Regions from separate parts of the Triticum aestivum genome. Here region 1 is linked to region 2. Evidence: chromatin contacts called from public Hi-C data. All regions are on one chromosome and are shown on one strand. The core of a region is the stretch at or near the end of the contact, and the rest is flanking DNA. Distances in the headings are between cores, read along the strand shown. Region 1 has its middle 8.3 kb from the start of LOC123181777. Region 2 holds the start of LOC123181774 (UDP-glucuronic acid decarboxylase 2).

Evidence for each region. A called contact is a pair of places that touch in the nucleus more often than the background predicts.
Region 1: a contact with region 2 is called in a Hi-C map of leaf, with 7 times the contacts expected there. The contact joins the enhancer-like site here to the promoter of LOC123181774 in region 2. A contact is called at or near these places in 4 of 5 Hi-C or Micro-C datasets (leaf and an unstated tissue) and 1 of 1 datasets of contacts at active chromatin or transcription factors (leaf).

What each region holds. Positions count from the first base shown.
Region 1 is chr1D:322,492,396-322,496,600 of IWGSC CS RefSeq v2.1, reverse strand. No RefSeq gene overlaps it. Among protein-coding and RNA genes, the nearest start is that of LOC123181777, 8.3 kb to the left of the region's middle. Within about 2 kb of position 1,815, at least 6 of the 8 cell types and tissues checked have an H3K27ac peak or open chromatin away from gene starts, as enhancers often do. A contact at or near this core is called in leaf, where this site is marked.
Region 2 is chr1D:322,245,709-322,249,933 of IWGSC CS RefSeq v2.1, reverse strand. LOC123181774 (UDP-glucuronic acid decarboxylase 2) reads left to right here and starts at 1,676. Exons shown (of 6, transcript XM_044594107.1): 1 at 1,676-2,445; 2 at 3,279-3,426. The coding sequence starts at 1,813.

The DNA of each region.
Region 1 (4,205 bases), core at 566-3,065, 250 kb before region 2:
ATACATATAGGCGATCTAATACATAAAGCAGGGTGTGGCAAGTTCCAAAAAAATAAGAAAAATGTTATTTATTTCATGTGGAATCACTCTTTACAAGATGGCTCGAATCAACGAGGAGCGCTGCAGCTAGGCATGTGCCTTTAGCATTTAAGTTTAGGCCCACGAGCAGAATGAGAACGCAACAACCTGCTCAATGGTTACCACTGCCTGGGAACTTCGCAAAGCTCAACGTTGATGGAGCGATCTCAAGGCATGTAGTCAAGGGAGCAATTGGGGCAATCTGCCACGATCACTAGGGTGTTTACCTGGAGGTGTCGACGGTGGGTTTCAAGGGGATTACTCTGGAACGCTCAAAATTCTGGCATGTAGCGAAGCACTTATATTAGCAGGCGACTTATACCTTCATCGACTCTATGCGGCGCAAGATTGCAAGGCGGTTGTGAAAATATCCATAGATTTTGGAGAAAAAAATTCATGAATTTGAAATGAATCCACGCATTTAATATAAAAGAAAAAGAAGGAAGAAAAGAAAATGGTAAAAGAAAAACCCAATAAAAATGTCAGGAGAAAAAACCACGAACTGAAGAAAGAAAAAAAAACAAGTATTTCCCAATGGGTGGGATAGACTAGTGGTTGCTGTGCTTTCCTTCAAATCCAGAGATTACAAGTTTGAAGCCTGTCGCCTGCACCGGCCCAGGTAAGAGCGCCTTCATCAGTTAACAGCATGTACGTTAATGAGCGCTGAAGGCATCGAATAGGAAATGCCACGAATCGCCGGCTCGTTTTGGCAGAGCTGCCAGCACGGCCCTCACCATAATGAGCCCAAAGCAGCAAAATGGCCTCAGGTTTCTTCCTCCCCAGCCCAGCCCAGAAGGGGAGATACACACACAAGCCTGCCAGTCCCCATGGTTGAAGGTCGTCCAGAAAAGAAAATTGAAGCGGGAAAGGAGCCTAGTCACAGGCACGGGCAAGTGCAGCAACGTGATGGAGGCATGGGGGCACAGCTCACACCACATGATCCACATGGGGATGGGGGGACACAAGCACGGTGCCGCCTCATGATCATTCATTCACGCATACACCGTCTCACGCCCGGCGTGAGCACCAACACCAACACGCATGGCACAAGCATATGTTTGCTCCAAAAAGGCACCCCCGTAAAATAAAAAATAATAGGAGTACAAAGTAAGTTGCTGATCCAGAGTGACCCTTCACTGCATGCAAAAGCGTGGATGATTTTTTGCTTGTGGTTTGTGTTGTTCGTCCCATCCCATTATTGGTACCCTGCAATGCATGCCTTGGGTAAAATGTACAAAAATAACCCAAAGCCGAAAGTAATTTAAAAAAAAATCTGAACGAAATTATTTCACAGAAATAACCCTTTCAGATAGCGTCCAACACATAGACGAAGGCGCTATGCTACACAATATAGCGCCTGACACGGAGGAGCTATGCTCACAATGTAGCGTCATGACTCGGGTGCTACATTGTGTAGCACCCATGCCTCAAGGGTTACCCGTGTGGCATAGCGATTATGTGTTGAGAGCTAGTACCTAAAAGGGTTGAAGTTTGTGAAATAGATTCGACGAGAGTTTGTTTTCCAAATTACTTTCGTGCCTTTGGGCTATTTTGTCCATTTTGCCCCTGCCTTGCGGATGCACAATTTGCCGACGCCGACGCCGACGCCCGTCGTCTACGGCACGACGACTCCTGAGAAAAATCTACGCATCGCTGGACCCCTTTGGCGTCCTGCCGATCGTTGGACTCTTATTCTGGCGTTCACTTGAGCGGCCACACCTATCATGTGCTAGTGTGGTTCAGGTCACCCTCGTGGCGGAAGACGGAGTCCCGGGGTTCAAACATTTGCGCGTGCCATAGCATACGAGAGTCCTCTTCGAGGAAGTAGGGTCTGCCGCTTTCGTGGGGTCACGGGGCCGGCCTAACATTTGGAATCTTCCTTCGTTGCTGGGTAGGTACACACACAGTGAGAGACCCAGGTAGGTCGTCCACACTCGGACAGCTGGACTGGACTAGGAAACTCGCTGAGAAGTATGGCCGCCATCAGTCATGCATGCATGCATGCAGACATGGAGCGCAGAGTCCAAATTTATCCGGCCAAGAAGGAGATTGACGGGTTGAAACGGTGTGGCGGTTTGGCAGATTTAGGTGTTCATTTCATTTCATTCCATTTAGTCGCCGCCCGCGCGACGTACGGAGTGCTAGCTGCTGACTGCTCTGCTTTCTCGTAGATTTCCATCCCATTCCCATGGAAGATCACACAAGACTTTGACAGAAGTACCGGTCAGGAAGTCTTTTGGTGCCCCAAGAGGATCTCTATCAGACACCGTATAATGCCGACCTGCAAACTGCATTTACAGTTCGCTACAGATGAAATTTGCGGGTCGAATTTGTGCGCTGCTAAAATCAGACACCGTATATGAAATTGTAAAATTTAAAATAAGCATTCACGGGAGAAACTTGCAACGACATTGATCATACATTAGTTCATCTACATAGCACATTGATCATACTAGTGGGGGAATCTGCGGGACCAAAAATCGACGAGCTCGCGGCGGCGACGACGCAGCGAAGGAGCCGGAGGAGCTCAATCCTCGTCGAAGGAGTCGAGGTCGATGAAGAACTTGGCCTACTCCGCCTTCATGACGCGCAGGTCCGCCTCCTTGGACGCGTGCGCCCGCGACGCCCGTCTGGAGGAACATCTGCCGTACTCGAGCTCACGGTAGCGTGCTTCGGCCTCCTCCTGCTTCCTCGCCGACACGCTCCATGACGACGCGCTCTAGGTGCTCCTCCTGCCCTGGGGGGAGGTAGTCCTCGGGGCCGATCACTCCTCGACGTGGCGGCGAGTCGGCCTTGAGCTTGACGGCGAGCGGCCCGAGCTCCTTCGGCTCTCTCTTCCCCGGAGTGAGCCGCGAGCTCGAGGCGCCCACGGACGAGCTCCCCGCGGCAGAGGAGCCGGAGGAGGCGTGGCGGCGGCGGGCGAGCTCGCGCTCGAACTCGACCAGCTCGCGGGGTTCGGACGCCGGCTGGCTACCGTGGTTGAGCCACCTCCGGCGCCCCGCTTGCGTGCGGCGTCGGACCTGGCGTGGCGGCGGCGCTCCGCGTCATCCCCAGAGCTCCCGTAGCCATCCATGGCTTTTTCAGGCTCACTGGCGGCAAGAAACTGGGCGGAGGAGGAGGGGAATCGCGACAGAGGAGGAGGGGAATTGCGGCGGAGCGGCGGCGGAGGAGGATAGGCTTTGACCCGTATTTGAGCGGTGAAATCGCATATATAGCGGTAGGGAGAGAGTTTTTGCGGACCGCGGTAAAATATTTACGGGCCGGACCGCGGATACGGTGTCTATTCTAGCCAGAAAAACGGGCCGAACCCGTACACTTACCGGAATTATACGGGCTCGGCCCTTTTACGGATCTGCTAGATATGCTCTAAGAGCAACTCTAGCAGACACCTTAAAACTGCGACCCGTATAGCCATTTTAAGGGCTGAGAAAAACACGTTATAATGGCCAAAATCGGCTGCGGCGGAACAGCGCCCACAAACCCAACCGGTAAAAGAGAATATCCCTGCGCTGTTCCGCGCGCAGTCAATTTCAGCCCTCAAACCGTAAAACCAAATAATGCAATTGGCCGTGATTTTGATAAATAAAACACAAATTACGAGAATTTAAACACAGCTTTTGCGACATTTAAATGTAGTTTTCGTGCCACAACCCAAAAGACATCGCATCCATCGTCACTCCATTATCATCATCATCACAAGATGAAACCTTCGCCGTCGCCATTGCCACTTGCCGAACCACCACCGAACCTTGGCACCGCATGCTGAAATTTGAGATGGGCTCTAGGCCCATATTGCAATTTCTGAAAAATCCCTAAGGGCCCATGTGGGTTTATTGGCACTAGGTGGAGTGGGAAGTTTAGTCCCACCCCGAAAGTGGAAGAGGAGTTGGACCTCCTTATAAGGGTTTCTCTTCTACAAGCTATTGGAGCTTGAGAATATAAGAGGCCCTCGCGCACTCCTTCTCCGCCGCCCGCCTCGCCACGCCTCGTCACGACACGCCGTGGGTTGCGGGATTGAGCCGAGCCGAGCTCACACCTACGCGCTTATTTTTGCCAGTCACTAACGGAGTGTTCTCTGACAGCTGGGCCACGATTTGAGACGTCGGATCGTGGGCTGTCACGGACTC
Region 2 (4,225 bases), core at 427-2,926:
CTGCTAATAATTGCAAATATTCTTTGGCCCCCCTTGTGTCGAATCAATAAATTTGGGTTGAATACCCCACCCTCGAAAACTGTTGCGATCCCCTATACTTGTGGGTTATCATGGGGCCCACAAGGCACCAGGGCGCGCCCCACCCGCGGGGCGTGCCCTGTTGCCTTGCCATCTCCTCGCTGCTTGTCTGGTCTTCTCCTAAAGCTTCCTGGGTCTCTTATGTCTAGAAAAAATCGTCTAAAATTTTCATAGCGTTTGCACTCCATTTGGTACAGATTTTCCGAAAAACCAAAAACAAGTAGAGCAACTAACACTAGGCACTGAGTTAATTGGTTAGACCCCAAAATGATATAAAATTGCATAAAAAGTATCCAAGATTGATAATATAATAGAATGAAGCAATCAAAAATTATAGATACATTGGAGACGTATCAGTCTTCCAGCTTAGGGACACCGGATTTATAGGCATGTGAATCTTGAAAATATCACTGGAGAGGGAATATCCAACCGTTGGCGTCTCAAGACCATCCTATGTATGAGTATAGAGGCCTAATTGTCGCCTTAACAGCCGAGAGATCTCCACCATCAATAATTAAAGGTGATAAATGGACCATTTTGATCCAAACTTAGACCAGGTACTTGCGAAATATGATAGTAAGCTAAGACATTAAAAACCATCTCCGAAACCATTGCATGGCGTGGAAAATATGCACTACTAAAATCATATAAACCCTATGTGAAACTATTGTATGTCGTAAAGTAGATACTTGTAAAATACACTCACAAATTTTTAGAAACAGAAATGCTCTATAGGTTTCTCAAACCAAGGTTGTCCATCTCGAGGTTCGCCGCGAGGTTAACCATGACAACGTGACCTCGGTCGGAAAAAAAAAGGACAATATGTTGAGCTCATTCATATGATTGGAGTTATTTTTGTCTCTGAGTTAACCCCTACTATAAATGCTTAGCCATGCTTAATAAAACCCAACGAGTCTCTTACTAAAAATGATAAATGAATCAATTTGGTTTAAACTTAGGTCTGATACGCGCAAAACATGGCAGTATAAATTAAGACATCACAAACTCTATGTGAAATAATACATGCACATTTATCATATAATTAAAGATGATAAATGATTCATTTTGGTCTAAACTTAGGTATGATAGCCCCAGATATGGCAATAATTCAAGACATTTCAAATCCTATATATGAAACAATGCAAATGTACATTTACCGTCTAATTAGAGATGATAAATGATTCATTTTGTTCTAAACTTGGACCTGGTACGCCTCAAACATGGCAGTAAATTATACTATGACATTGAAAACGGACCCTCTCTGAGACCATTCTATGGTGGTAATTTCTGAGTATCTAAAAAAAAACCTATGTATACCTAAAGAAACGGATGAAGTACTATAGAGGTTAATTTTGTAGAACCGGTCGGCAGCCCAGGCCAGCTAGCCGCCGACTGAGACCGTGGCGATCAGGCCACACACGGCCGCCGCACCACCACCTAATCTCGCCGGCCTGCCCGTAGTCAAACCCCTCCCTCCCACGCAGCACCGCACCGCACCGCACCGTCGATCTCGATCGGCTCCAACGGGTCGGGTCCCACGAGGCAACCAGGCCACGCGGCGCCTCCCACCCCGCCCGCAGCATAAATACCTCCTCTCCCACCTCTGACACGCACCTCACCCCGCGCCCTTACCGACACAAACCTGCGGCGAGGTCCCTGCGCTCCCTCTTACACGGGGGGCCCCACACTTCTCCGGCCACGCCACCGGGTCCTTCTTGCCTCGGCCCGCCGGAGATGGCGTCCGAGCTCACGTACCGTGGCGGGGCTGCGTCCCCGTCCGCGGGCGCCGCCGGCGCCGGCGAGTATTCGTCCGCGAAGCCCGCCAGCTCCAAGCCGCTCGCGTGGCTGCCCCGCGCCGCCCGCTACGCCGCGGCCGAGCACCGCCCGCTCTTCGCCCTCGTCGGCATGCTCTTCGCCGCGGCCCTCTTCTGCCTCGCCGCCCCCTCCGGCTCCGGCTCCGGCACCGCCGCCCCCTACTCCTCCTCCGGACGCGCGGCCGCCGTCTCCGGCGCGCTCACCCGCTTCTCCGTCGACCCCGCGGCGCACAACCCGGGCCGCCAGTTCGTGGCCGGCAAGGTGCCCCTGGGGCTGAAGCGCAAGGGGCTGCGCGTCCTCGTCACCGGCGGCGCCGGCTTCGTGGGCAGCCACCTGGTGGACCGCCTGGTGGCGCGCGGCGACAGCGTGATCGTGGTGGACAACCTCTTCACGGGCCGCAAGGAGAACGTGATGCACCACTTCGGCAACCCCAACTTCGAGATGATCCGCCACGACGTCGTCGAGCCCATCCTCCTCGAGGTCGACCAGATCTACCATCTCGCCTGTCCCGCATCCCCCGTCCACTACAAGTACAACCCCGTCAAGACAATCATATCCTTTCTTCTTCTAATTCATTCAAACTTCAACTGCTTGGATCTCGATGGTTTGACTTTTCCTGGCTTCTCGTGATCGCTAATTTTTATTTCCTTGCATTTTACTGGGTGGGAGATATTTGCGGTACAAGGGTCCTGTTCTTTTGCGCAGCTCTGCCGCTTGCTGCACATCTGGGTAAATCCCGTGCGCATTTCTGGATTGGGAATCTGCGATTGCAAGGGGGATTTTTGGGTGCGTGGAGCTCGGGATTTGCGCCACGTTTCGCCGTCAATTTTGGAGCTTTCTGCGCATCGTGGTGTTCAGGAAGACCAGAGCTTGATCCCATTTACCGTTTTCACCATAAAATTTACTAGCATTTTGTTCAATCAAACAGCTGGGTTAGTAAAATCTGCCAATCTTGATAGGAGAACAAGCAAGGCCTCTGCATCACATGATGCACACAGCCATAGCAAAAGTTGGTCCTATCATCAGATTTTCTAGATGTGGCATCTCTAGACCAGTCTACTTTACTTTACTTTATGATCCAGTAATTGGAGGAGAGAAAAAGGCAAAAGCAAAAGCAAACTCGCATTGTGCTTGGATCTGGTTGAGCTGTAGAGCTAGCTTAACTCTGACATAAAGAGAGTACAGCTTAAACGTGAGATCCAAGTGGGAGCTGTCCCCGCTAAGCAACTTTGCTTACTGATCACTTCACATGACCTTCCTGTTGCGTACTTTTGCAACCACCTTTTGGAGGTTTTAGTCCAACAACCAAGTTATTATGATGCAATATTGCGTGTTCCTTTGGAAATGCTATGTGTGAATGTGATCCTTGACCTTCGAGATGGCACAAGACCAATGTGGTTGGTACACTCAACATGCTTGGACTGGCCAAGAGGATCGGCGCCAGGTTCCTCCTCACCAGCACCAGTGAGGTCTACGGTGATCCCCTCCAGCACCCTCAGGTGGAGACCTACTGGGGCAATGTCAACCCCATCGGTAAGAACTCTCCTCAATCCTCATACTCCTCCAGCTCATTCATAAGTGTGATGGTGTTAGGTTTCTCATTAGTTGTACCAGATCTATCATGATGATTTTGCTTATTGTTACACGAGGTTAGCGAAGAAAAGTAGATCCAAGTTGGATCATGCGTAGTAGAAGTTGCCCAGTCTTTGCGTGGTAGGGACTGTTGGTACCAAACTGATGATGTTTCTGGTCTTCTGGACTCACGTTCATTACGTTTCACACTTCCGTGTGATATTGGGAGTAGGTATGCTGAACATGGATTTGGGGTTGTCCTAGTTTTACTCGGAGTAGTTTTGGAAGTAGTTTCGAGTGATTTTGATTGTGGGGGTGGATTGAGAATAGAAAATATAACATTTTGCCAGTTGGGTTATATCTACCAGTAGTAGTATAACAGAAGAAGGAAGCACAAGTAGAGCAGTGATGAGCTTTTGAAAATAGAAATGTTCTTGAGCTGAAGGCTACTGTTATAACCAGAAATCCTCGTTTACTCAATTTGGGGAATGGGGTGTTGGAATCTTACTAGCTGGAGATGCCGCCCGTGGAATCTAGATGGGGGTAGCCTCCTGCGTGGTTTGATTCTTTCTGCCAGAAAGGGACAATTCTGGTTGGTGAAATGTGCCACATGGTGGATCTTGATCCCTTCTTAGTGAAGTAAGAAGGTGGGGGCAAAACTATGCTTGCGCTTGACCAAACATCCACCAACCAAGACACTTAAAACAATTAAGAGAACGCGCATAAAAGGAGGGAAGTTTGTTGGGCTAGATAGCTACAG